Regions from separate parts of the Mus musculus genome. Here all the other regions are linked to region 4. The links are chromatin contacts, called in public HiChIP or PLAC-seq and promoter capture Hi-C maps. All regions are on one chromosome and are shown on one strand. Each heading gives the region's core, a stretch centred on a gene start, on an enhancer-like site or on the middle of the called end of the contact. The rest is flanking DNA. Distances are from core to core; before and after follow the strand shown. Region 1 overlaps Sae1 (SUMO1 activating enzyme subunit 1). Region 2 holds the start of C5ar1 (complement component 5a receptor 1). Region 3 holds the start of Bbc3 (BCL2 binding component 3). Region 4 holds the start of Kptn (kaptin).

What was found. HiChIP or PLAC-seq counts read pairs in DNA pulled down with a chosen protein or histone mark. Capture Hi-C pulls out chosen DNA fragments and counts their contacts.
Region 1: an H3K4me3 HiChIP or PLAC-seq map of bone marrow-derived macrophages shows a contact between it and region 4, with 5 times the contacts expected there. The contact joins the enhancer-like site here to the promoter of Kptn in region 4. A contact is called at or near these places in 3 of 39 promoter capture datasets (the C10 cell line, the HPC-7 cell line and liver), 1 of 115 datasets of contacts at active chromatin or transcription factors (bone marrow-derived macrophages) and 3 of 9 other capture datasets (adipose tissue, liver and pancreatic islet).
Region 2: a promoter capture Hi-C map of adipose tissue shows a contact between it and region 4. The contact joins the promoter of C5ar1 here to the promoter of Kptn in region 4. A contact is called at or near these places in 20 of 39 promoter capture datasets (the 3T3-L1 cell line, 3T3-L1-derived adipocytes, the C10 cell line and 11 more), 1 of 15 datasets of contacts at CTCF or cohesin (pro-B cells), 10 of 484 Hi-C or Micro-C datasets (the AML12 cell line, the G1E-ER4 cell line, LSK cells and 6 more), 4 of 115 datasets of contacts at active chromatin or transcription factors (bone marrow-derived macrophages, large pre-B cells and microglia) and 4 of 9 other capture datasets (adipose tissue, liver, macrophages and 1 more).
Region 3: a FOXA1 HiChIP or PLAC-seq map of pancreatic cancer cells shows a contact between it and region 4. The contact joins the promoter of Bbc3 here to the promoter of Kptn in region 4. A contact is called at or near these places in 4 of 39 promoter capture datasets (the C10 cell line, embryonic stem cells, liver and 1 more), 2 of 484 Hi-C or Micro-C datasets (both in embryonic stem cells), 3 of 115 datasets of contacts at active chromatin or transcription factors (bone marrow-derived macrophages, microglia and pancreatic cancer cells) and 3 of 9 other capture datasets (adipose tissue, liver and pancreatic islet).

What each region holds. Positions count from the first base shown.
Region 1 is chr7:16,367,154-16,369,855 of GRCm38.p6, reverse strand. Sae1 (SUMO1 activating enzyme subunit 1) reads left to right here. Exons shown (of 9, transcript NM_019748.3): 4 at 1,205-1,347. Among named protein-coding and RNA genes, the nearest start is that of Sae1, 19 kb to the left of the region's middle. Within about 2 kb of position 1,370, at least 37 of the 459 cell types and tissues checked have an H3K27ac peak or open chromatin away from gene starts, as enhancers often do.
Region 2 is chr7:16,257,935-16,260,634 of GRCm38.p6, reverse strand. It overlaps C5ar1 (complement component 5a receptor 1), which reads left to right and starts at 1,297. Exons shown (of 2, transcript NM_001173550.1): 1 at 1,297-1,490. The coding sequence starts at 1,488.
Region 3 is chr7:16,308,257-16,310,956 of GRCm38.p6, reverse strand. Bbc3 (BCL2 binding component 3) reads right to left here and starts at 1,374. Exons shown (of 4, transcript NM_133234.2): 1 at 1,096-1,374.
Region 4 is chr7:16,118,510-16,121,209 of GRCm38.p6, reverse strand. Kptn (kaptin) reads right to left here and starts at 1,334. Exons shown (of 12, transcript NM_133727.2): 1 at 1,029-1,334; 2 at 638-720; 3 at 414-498; 4 at 286-340. The coding sequence starts at 1,251.

The DNA.
Region 1 (2,702 bases), core at 121-2,620, 250 kb before region 4:
TTCTGGAAATTTAAGTTGCTGATTAATTTTGTTGCCAGCTGCACTTATTAGATAGAAGTATCAAGCTACAGCTTATGTTTTGTGTTCAGGAAGGAAGCAGCAAACATCCCTAGCCAAGCTTGGTAGCATTTGCCTATAATCCCGACATTAGGCAAATGGAATTAGGAAGGAATAAGAGATCAAGACTGAGTTTGAGGCCAGTCTGGGCTACATAAGGTTTTGTTTTTGAAGACAGTTTCTCTGTAGCTCTGGCCATCCTGGAACTTGCTCTATAAGACCAGGCTGACCTTTGGAGATTTGCATGGTGCTGCACTTAAAGGCATGCACCCCCACCTCCTTGCTTTGTCTTAAAAAACAGATAACTAACAGCCAACACATCTGTGCTCAGTGTGTCTGTGCCTTTTATATATATATATATATACACACACACACACACACAAACAATCACTTTGGCCATGGAATTGTCAGTGATACACCAAATGCTGCATGTAGAACTCACATCATCTATTCTCAATTCTGTATCAGTGTCTGTTAGGTTTTCTTATTTGCTTTTCAGGCAAGGTCTCTCTACAGGTCCCCAGCAGTCCTGTAGGCCAGGCTGGTTCGGAACTTTTGGGGAGACAGGCAGAGATTTTATTTTCCCTTTCCTTGCCTCTCCAGTACAGGGATTTAAAGGCTTGTGCTGCCACATCTGGCTGACTTCAGCCTCTTAAGACAGGGTTCCCTGTACCCTGGGAAAGCTTAAGAGATCTTGGACAAATAGTAAAAAAAAAATTTAAAGTGTGTGTGTGGGTAGATACTCAAACATGACCTTTTGGTCAGTTAAAAAACTGGTTTTACTTGTCACCAGAATTTGCTTGACTTTGTAGTTTAGATTACCTTGATAGCTCTGTCTTCATGAGAACTATGAGGTGTAGTTTATATGCTCATGGGTTAAGGAAACAGATTGTCTTGAGTGGTTTTACTGTCCAGCTAAATTCTTCTCTTAGGTGTCAGAAGTGGTCGTCATGTCGTGTATATTTTCTACACCCTGAAATCTGCAGCTTTTCTTCTGTCTTTTACTCACAGCACCCAAGAACCTGTTATTCTTGTTGAAACTGGTCTTAAGCCTGCCAGAGAGACAGTTAATTTAAGACTTATGCAGACAGCAGGGCAGTGATTCACAGTTTGCAGCTCTTAGCAGTCACTTCCTGTCTCCTCTCAGGTGTGCCTGACTTGCTGCTCCAGAGATGTCATCATTAAAGTCGACCAGATCTGTCACAGAAACAGCATTAAGTTCTTCACAGGAGATGTCTTTGGGTACCATGGGTACACCTTTGCGAATCTTGGAGAGCATGAATTTGTAGAGTAAGTGCTGGGAGAGGGCCGAAGGGAGCGTTCCACAGTTGAGTGGTATTTGTGGTAGGAAATGAGCTGTCTCAATGACATAGCATACTGTACTATAATACTTCAGAACATTCTCAGACAAGGGATTAACAAATTATGAAGCAGAGTTGTTTTGTGGATTCACACTTTTGTTGTTTTTTCAAGGCATGGTTTCTCTGTTTGGCTATACTGTAACTCTGTAGACCAGGCTAGCTTCCAACTCAGAGATCCACCTACCTCTGCCTACTGAGTGCCATGCCTGCTCAGCTTGTGGGTTCAGAATTTTAGGAGACATGTAGACCCCATCTTTGGAGGCAGTGGTGTCAACTGAAGCCCAAAGCACGCAATGTTGTGGACAGAGTGCATCACATGGGTATCCCACCTCCCGAACTTGAGGGTTGGAACTCACATGCTGTCCAGGGAAAGTGTGCTTGTGTTAAATGCTTGTTCCTTAGCTTGTACTTGCATGTTGAGTGATGGAGAGAGAGTGCCTGCTAGTTAAATGGGTAGTCCTTTGGGCACATTTAACCTGCCTTGAAAAGCTCCACGGTTCAGAGCCTACTGTGGAGCAGACAGACCTTATGCCTTGTTTGGAACATGAAGCTGCAGAGCCTAATTCTCACATGACAAGACCTGCAGTGTTTTTACTTACTACCGTTTTCAAGAGAAAGATGGCAGACGGTATTTATAAAACTATGAGCTGAATATATGGCCACGATTCATTATATTTTTATTCTCTTGCTTGCTCTCTCATCTCAATCTCTCAAACAGCATCTGAATCCTACCTTGCCACTGAGTGATACAGTTGGGCACAGCTTCCTGCTAAGCAGTGCTCCTATTGTTCAGCCTCTCCAGCAAGTCATTGGTATTTCTCTGGCCCACAAGTTTCTTGGCTGGTGCACACCTTAATCCCAGCATCTGGGAAGCAGAGGCAGGTAGACCTCTGAGTTCAAGGCTAGCCTGATCTACAGAGTGAGTTCCAGGACAGCCAGGGCTACACAGAAAAACCCTGTCTCGAAAACCAGTGGGGGAGGGGGACAACGACGACAACCTTTGAAAGGGGCAAATGTGTTCTCGCCATCTCCTACCCTAGCCACCCAGCAGCTTTAGAAAGGTCTGATTCTAGGAGTGCAATGAATTGCACAGTTAAAACAAGAGCAGGCTGGGCTACTCTTAACATGAAATTTCCACAGCACAAGGAGGAATTAGGTTTGGCTCTTTAGTTTTTGATTCTTCAAGAATGTTTGCAAAGCAGTCTCTTTGGCTTATGGGAGCTTGCTTATGCTAGGCAGTTTACTTACGTTCTTTTCCCATTATCACATCAGGGACAGCTAGTT
Region 2 (2,700 bases), core at 48-2,547, 140 kb before region 4:
TTATAGACATCGTTGAAATCTCCGGAGTGTGTTCCTTTCACGGCCCATCTCGCTGCATACTCACAGGAGTTCCGGGGTCCTGTGGTCTCACGTGGCTGATGCATCAGGTGTTCAGGGTAGGATGTGGGAGGAGAAGAGAGAAGATAGAAGATTTCAGGTTTCAAACAAACAGAAAACACAACAAAGGATTAATTAGGCTGTTAAGACAGAATAAGACATTTCATCTCTTATGCTCCACGCCCCCCAGCCCTGAGATAGGCTTTCATTATGTGGCTCTTACTGACCATGAGTTTACAGAGTGTTGGGATTGCGTACCACACATGTGACCATAGGTTTGTTTTATTTTTATTTTTTTAAAAAATTGGTCCTTCCTATGCAGGTGGCCTGGAATTTTTAATCCTCCTGCTTTTGTCCAAGTAATAGAATTACAGGCATGTATAATTGTGCCTAACCTGAGCCAATTTTGTCTTTGCTAAAAAGCACAGGTTCTCAACCTGTGGGTCCTGACCCCTGGGGGGAGGGTGTCACATCTCAGATATCTTGTATATCTGATATTTACATTACAGTTATGAAGTAACAATGAAATGCTTTTGTGGTTGGGGGTCACCACAATATGTGGAACCAACTGTTTTCAGGGTCACAGTGTCAGGAAGGTTGAGAGCCACTGCTACAAAGGATCTCACAAAGCCTACTCTGGATTAGAAGTTACTGTGCAGCCAGGAGGATGGCTTTGAACTTATTCTCCTGCCTCAGCCGCCTGGGTGCTGGGGTCGGATGCAGCACTACATCAGGTTTTATGCGGTGCTGGGAATGGTATCCAGGGCTTTGCACATGCTAGGCAAGTGTTTAACCAACCAAGCCATGATCCCAGCATGCTTTGCTTTATTATTTGAGACAGGTCCTGTTCTGCAGCCCAGGGTGATCCTCCTGCCCCAGTCTCCTGAGTGCTAGCATTGAGTTAACACATCTCCCTAACCCCCTTAAGAGAAAACGCCAAGACCTTGGCCATCTCTTCAGCCCTCTGTGTGCTTTCTTGCTATAAAAGCCACCAGGCTGGGGAGCTGTGGTCATTATTTCTGTCATGTAGAAACCCCAGAAACTCCAAAACTTCCTTCAGAAGAGGTAGGCTCCTCCTCAGATTGGGGAACGAGGCCAGGAAAAGCAGCTGCGTCCCCAAAAGTGAAGAAGTCCTGGAAATTGCCTTTTCCCCTTCTGGGGCCAGAGACTTCCTTCCTTTTCCAAGTTGACATCTCTCCCCTGGCTGGTTGGTACTGGGTGGTGCTGAGGGTGTACTGGGTAAGCACCGGTGGAGGGAGCCTCAGCTAGGATGGTCAGTGAGTGACCAATGAGCACCTCCAGGAGACAAGACAGTCATTTCCTCTCAGTTGCCTGCATCTCTTCTTGAGGGTTTAAAAGGCACAGCCTGGGTGACAGGGACCTTCAGGCATCCGTCGCTGGTTACCACAGAACCCAGGAGGAGCCAGGACATGGTGAGTGGATTCCTCTCCCTGTCTGACTTTCTTTGCCCATTTCTAGCTCCTTTCCCATCCTGAGCTCACACTCTGAGATGGGATGTGGCCAACGGACTAAGGGGATTTATGGGAACCACGGCGGCCTCACCAAGATGTAGGCTCAAGAAGGTTCTTCAGGACAGGAGACCCTGGAGTCAGCTCTCCTCACTGAAGAGTTCTAGAAGTTGGGCATGTTCATTTACACTTGTAATCTGAGCCCTCAAGAGGCCGGGGCAGGATGCTGCAGTCAAGGCTACATAGTGACTTTTAGGCTAGTGTGAGCTACACTATGAGATACTGTGTTCAGAGACAAATGGGCTGGAGGTAGAGATCAGGTGTGAGAGTGCTCTGTGGGAGAGCTGGAAGCCATGGGTCCAATGACCAGCACCTCGTACAGCTGGGTGGGAGTGATTGGAAATTCAATCTTACATAGTAATTTTGAGGTTAACCTGGGCTACACTACATGAGACCCTACTTCAGAAAAGCAAGAACAAAAAAATAATTTTACAAACTAGCCAAGGTGGTGGCTCAAACCTGCTATCCTGGCTCCTAGCAGGAGGTTTGAGATTTGGGGCGAGCCTAGGCAACTTTGTTGAGACTTTGTCTCAAAGACTAAAAGCAAAACAAAACAAAAACTCAAACAGTGTGAATAAAGGAAGGAAGAATGAAACAATTGCAGAAACCTGTTGGGATTGTAGCTCACTGCCTAGCCTGAGTGTGGCCCAGGGTTCCGTCTCCTACGCTGAGTCTAAAACTACCAAGCAGAGACTGGGTGCTGTGACGCACACCTTTTAATCCCGCACTCAGGAGGCAGAATCGGGAGGTTCTCTGTGAGTTCGAGGCCAGCCTGGTAAACATGTAAAGAAGTCTAAGGAAGGTCAATGTTGAGAGTCTTGACAGCCAGTTTGAAAGAACGCCCATTCCCAGAAAAGTTAGAGGAAGCCCAGATGGGAGCACTGATGGCCTGGGTCCTTCTGTGGTTAATGGCCATGACCCTCTAGGCAGGTCCCTCTCCATGCCTGGGACCTGACGTTGAGGCATGGTGCTAGACCAGCGGCGACTTGGCCCCACTGTAACAGAGGATACGGTCTTGCTTCATCCACACAAAAGAGGAAACGGAAAACTTGATGACAGGGAGGGTACACGCTTTCTTCATCCTTCTTCTGTCCCATCCAATCCTGTGTCTGCC
Region 3 (2,700 bases), core at 125-2,624, 190 kb before region 4:
CCTTGTGTGCCTTTTGCTGCTCAGAAGTCACCCAGCGAGCGATCAGGCACTGGGTGGCATCCCATCCCAAAAGCTGGGTACAGCAGATGCTTGTCTTGGAGACACCCAGAGACAGCACGCGCGCGCGCGCATACACACACACACACACACACACACACACACACACACACACACGCAGCGCACACTTGGGCGAGACCCCTGCACAGCAACACAGCTCACTCAAGCGACACACAAACACAGCTCAAGTGCCCCGGTCGTCCGCACCACCACCACCAACACTACCAGGCAAGCGACAGATACAGATCCCCTTTTCACCCCTTAAGAGCACACGTATACAACTCTGGTTTGGGGGGTGGCCACCCACACCCGTAAACGGACAGGTGCACCCCACCCCGCAGACACGCGGGCAAGGACTCACGCAGACACCCCTCCGGGTGACAAACGCCAACATCTCGGTGTAGGGATACAAACTCGGGAGCCAAACACGAGCACACACACCCAGGCGAGACACCTGCAGATCCACAGCCCCGCACGCGCGGTCCCCGCCGCCCCTCCGCTGTCACAGCCCCCCCCCTCGACGCCGCCACGTGCGCCCGCCCCGCCCGCCCAGCGCGCGCGGGGCCAATAACCGGCTGTTGCTGGGGCGCAGCCCCCGCCCGCGGGAGCCACAGCCTCCGCCGCCCCCTGTCGCCGCCCCCGGCGGGCGCGCGCTCTGGGTGTGGCCGATCCTCGGTGCCACCCCCCACCCCAACCCTCCCGCAGTGGGACTCGGGGGACTCGAGCGAGCCCGGGGCCACGCTCCTCCCAGGTCTCACTAGCCACCAGGGGGCGCGGGCGAGCCCGAACCCCATTGTTTGTAAACAAACCCGCCAGACCGCTGTGGCACCTGTGCGCCCAGACAGGGCGCCCTGAGTCCCAGGTGCTTCCTTCCCGCCCGCCTGGCCCAGCCTTAGTCCCAGTGATGAAAGCTGGGGCACAAGCTGCGGGAATGCAAGGCGACCGTCCTATCGGCCCGTGCACCCCGTCACCTCCTCCAGGGAGCCCTCCGGGCCTTGCCGCTCGTAAGCAGCTTCGGGAATCGGGGTGCTCACTCACCCCGGGGGCATGAACACTCCGGAGAAAGGAGGCGATGGGGTGGCGGGCGGTTGCCTTCTGGAGGGCTCGCCCGCCGAGTGGGTTGCTATTGAGGCACCTTGCTGCTGCTCCTGCTGCTCTAACTGCAGTGACTGCTGCTGCTTCTGGAGTCTTCGTGTCCGGATCACCGCTGCTGCTGCTTGCTTGCTGGTGTCGCCGCCGCCTCCTGGGCTCCCCGCTCGCATGTGGCTCTATGCCGCGTCTCAGGCCTCCCGGCAGATCCCCGGGCCCCGCTCGCTCGGCGGCCGCCCCGCCCCGCCTCTCGCTGGCTCCCACGCCCCGCCCCCGCGTGACGCCAGGGCCCCGCCCGCGGCTGGGGACAAGTCGGGGCTTGCAGTCGGGCGCCGCGCCCCCTACCTCGGCGCGGGGGGTTTCCCGGCAGCCAGAGGGGCGGGGCGAGGCCTGGTCCAGGCAGGAGGAGCAGCGTGGGGACAGCCCAGACCTAGGGTGTCCGGACACACGCTTGACACACTGACACACTGACTGGGACCCACACCCACACCTGAGGAGTACGCTCAGACTAACGGACTGGCACGCCAGGGTGCACTGAGTCAGTGATGACTGAGCCACAGGGACACAAAGTCAGACCAGAGGCACAGATACACATCAGGACAAGGGCCTGGACACACGAGCTCACACAGACCCAGACATCCAGATTATCTTACTTACTGGCTCACTGGGTCACACACAGACAGTGACAACCCAAAACGTAGTTGCACAAACAATATTCAAACAGTCTCCGACGCACAAACCCGTGTCCCCAGATGCCTAGGGCATTCACACTACACTAAAGGCTGACCCCTTCTCAGAACAACTTCCTGGCAGGTTCAGAGGGACACACACTCCAATCCAAATAGCACTCTCAGGCTGACACCCGCAATAGCTGAAGCACAGCCACTAGACTGCACTGGCTGACCCTACAAAACATGCCAGTCACATACAGAAGAAACTGAGCCCAGACCTGTGCTCACAAAGTCACTCCTGAGACAGGTTCCTGCTAAATGGCTTGATGGCGGGTTACACTCGTGAACTTAAACACCTGGCCCGCCTGGCGTAATACCCATCTGGCACTGGACAAATGGGGAAGAGGCAGCCCTGTGCTCCTGGCACAGACATGCCCGGGCAGCCCCCTGCACCCTATTTCATCCTGTCTGTTGTTTCTGTTTCCTTTCCCTTTTCTAAAAGTCATTTATTTCCCTTCCCTTTTGAAACAGTGACCCTTCCTCCTCCCAAGCCGTAGACATCTCTCACGGCACTTGACAGACTCTCTGTCTCACCCAAACTGTCACCAAACTTACTGAGTATATTACTTACCTATGGGTGCCCAGCACTGGGCCCGCTGTGAAAGGGTGTCACACAGCCATGTGAGATAAGACACTTGTTAAAGAAATAAACATAGTCACTTACACCTGTCTTCCCAGCACTTCCAGAGGATAAAGCAGGAATGTGGTTGCAAGGTTGGAGTCTGTCTGAGTTACATAGTGAGTTCCAGGCCCCCCCCTTTTTTTTTTTTTCTTTTTTGGTTTTTCAAGACAGGGTTTCTCTGTGTAGCCCTGGATGTCCTGG
Region 4 (2,700 bases), core at 85-2,584:
CCACTGGAATGATCTACCTGAGGGGCGACAATGTAACCATCTTGGCTGCATTCACTCTGAAAAGCACCACGAGAACCAGACTGGTGATGGCAGGTGTGTGGATTCCAGTCTGCTAAAGCTCAGTGAAACCCCACTTCCCGGCTATACTTCCCATCACCTTTTGGGCCCCTAACACTACCTGTTTCCAATCCTTAGTAGAGGAAAAGCCTTTTGTTTTCCAGATAGGGCAAAAGCCTCTGAGTGCAAGGAAAGGGTAGGAGAGCATGGGTGCCCAGGGTCACTCACTCTGCGTGGCACAGCTGGAAAGGTGTGAACTGGAGTTCCAAATTCAGGCAGCTCTCTGCAGAAGGACACAAGTTAAGCCCAGCAGCCCCTGGCAGCCCCAGCTACGCTCTCCCCTAAGCCCCACTCACCTGCAATAGAGTCCAGGTTGTACTCTGAGCCAGGCTCATAGTCACAGTAAATGTTAAGAAACGGACTGCCCTTGTCTCCTGAGTCCTGGGGGTGGAAACTTCTCTCAGGGGAGGTAGGGGAGGTGACAGGCATTTGGAGTAGATTCAGAGCACTTGAGAGAGACTTGGTGGGATCCACAGTGACTAAGGAGGAGGGCGTGGACAGGTGGAGGGTGCTGTGGTACCTTTATAAAAGTGATGCCCACAACCAGGCCCCGTTTTGGGGGTGACTTGTTGAAAGTGTCGATGGAGACGATCTCAGCATCCACTATGAGGGGAGTTCAAAGTTCACTGATTAGGCAGGTCTCCACTCTTGCAGCCTAACCACACTAACTTCATACCACAGCAGATGCAGGCGTCTGACCGCTATCATCATGACCTCTGAACACCGACTACTATGCTGTTGATAACTTATGTTTGCGGAATCCTGAACCCTAACTACTTTCAGGCCATGATGACCACTGTCTCGAACCCTAATGATTATCAGTTTTGACCCTGACCTCGCAACACAGTGACAATCTTAGAATCCTCAACACCAGACTCTAGTCCCGCCCCAGGCACCACAGCGCCACGCACCGGGAATGTAGTTGAATTGCAGCTCTTTAGCCACAGGCCGGATTTTCTGTCGGAGGTCTTGATAGCGGAAGCCGAGCACCTTGCCTTTAAGAGTGGCGGCCAGCAACTCCCCTCGCCCGTCCGCGCCTCCAGCAAGCCCGTACACGTTGCTTTGCGACGAGAAGCGCGTGAAGCTGTCCTCCAGCAGTGGACAAGGTCCCTCTGCCACGGCCGCCTCCCCCATCCTGGCCCTCCGCGATCGGTCCCAGATGGCCTGATGCTCCCCAACCTGTCAGGAAACCTCCACTAGCGCATACTGATGACGTCAAGAAGCTGCGGTTACTGCCCTCTACAAATATGGCGCTTGGTTCCTTGACTGGGCGGCCCAGACAAAATTGCCCTTCTGCAACTGAGTGTTCTGTCCTTGCCCATTTCGGAGCTATGGAGAGGGCCTTCCAGGATTTGAGATGGGGGAATGGAGGCGTCTCTGGGCCTCTCTGAAAGCAGTGTGTAAAGGAGAATAAGTATCACCCTGAACTGTGGGTGGGCACACACTCCTGTGAGTACAGCACTTGGGAAGTGGAGGCAGTCGCAGCAGTTTCAACCCTTCTACAAAGTTAGAGGCTAAGCTTAAGTAATAAGTAGTTTTCAGGCCCGTCGGTCTGCAGGAGACACTCCCAGCCCCCAACTTCTGTCTCTCTCTACACACACATGCACTCCTATAAATACACTCATTCTCCAACAAAAACTATCTGAACAACAAAACAATTATAAAACCTAATTACTACCCTTTTGGATAAGCACATTCGATCTGCCAATTTATTTAAACTCATAAGCAAGCTGAAGTGGAGGCACATATCTAAACTTTTTACTTTTAGAGACAGGATCTTACTCCATAGCCTTGGCTGAACCAATAATTTACAAATCAGGCTGGCAACAAACTTGTGACAATCCTCTTACCTCTGTATGCCACGTGCCAAGAACACAGGCGTGCCCTTCTAAAGTAGGTATTCTTAATATTTTTAAAACACTTATGTGTATGTTTCTGTATGGGCACATGTACCATGGCATGTGATCAGAGAACAACTCTGGGAGTCAGTTCCCTTCACCTTCTGGGTCTCAGCAATTGAACTGCTTAGGCATGGTAGCAAGCACCAGTATCTGCTGAGCCATCTTGCTGGCCCTAAGGTACTCTTGAATCTATTATATAGGCCAACTGAGTTAAGTAAATTCTTTAAGCAATATTATCTTTAAAACAGTAAAGTGTATTCTTGTACCAGGGAAAAGATCAGTTAACCTGTCCATCCTGATGGCAGAAGAGACTACCTGCTTTAGTGAACATTCATAGTGACAGTCTGCAGGACCCATGGCTACCTTGTCCACTCACACTGCTCCTGGTGCCATCACACCCTTTAGAGAGTCCCTCACAAACTTCTCACCAGAACTATGCAAAGAGCTTTACAAAGTTTGAGCCCGACGCTGAGGGAGAGCAGGATCTGGACTGAGGTTTCTGTGATGGAGGGCTTACCAGCCAGGTGCTATGAGGCCTTTCAGGGGGTCTGGATCTGCCACTTCAATCAACTCCAGCACCTGGGATGCATAGCCTCAGACACAAAGCAGGCTCCGTAGATATGCCAAAACCCTGCCGACTCTAGGCCAGATAGATGGCATAGGTGATAAGGATGCTTGCTAT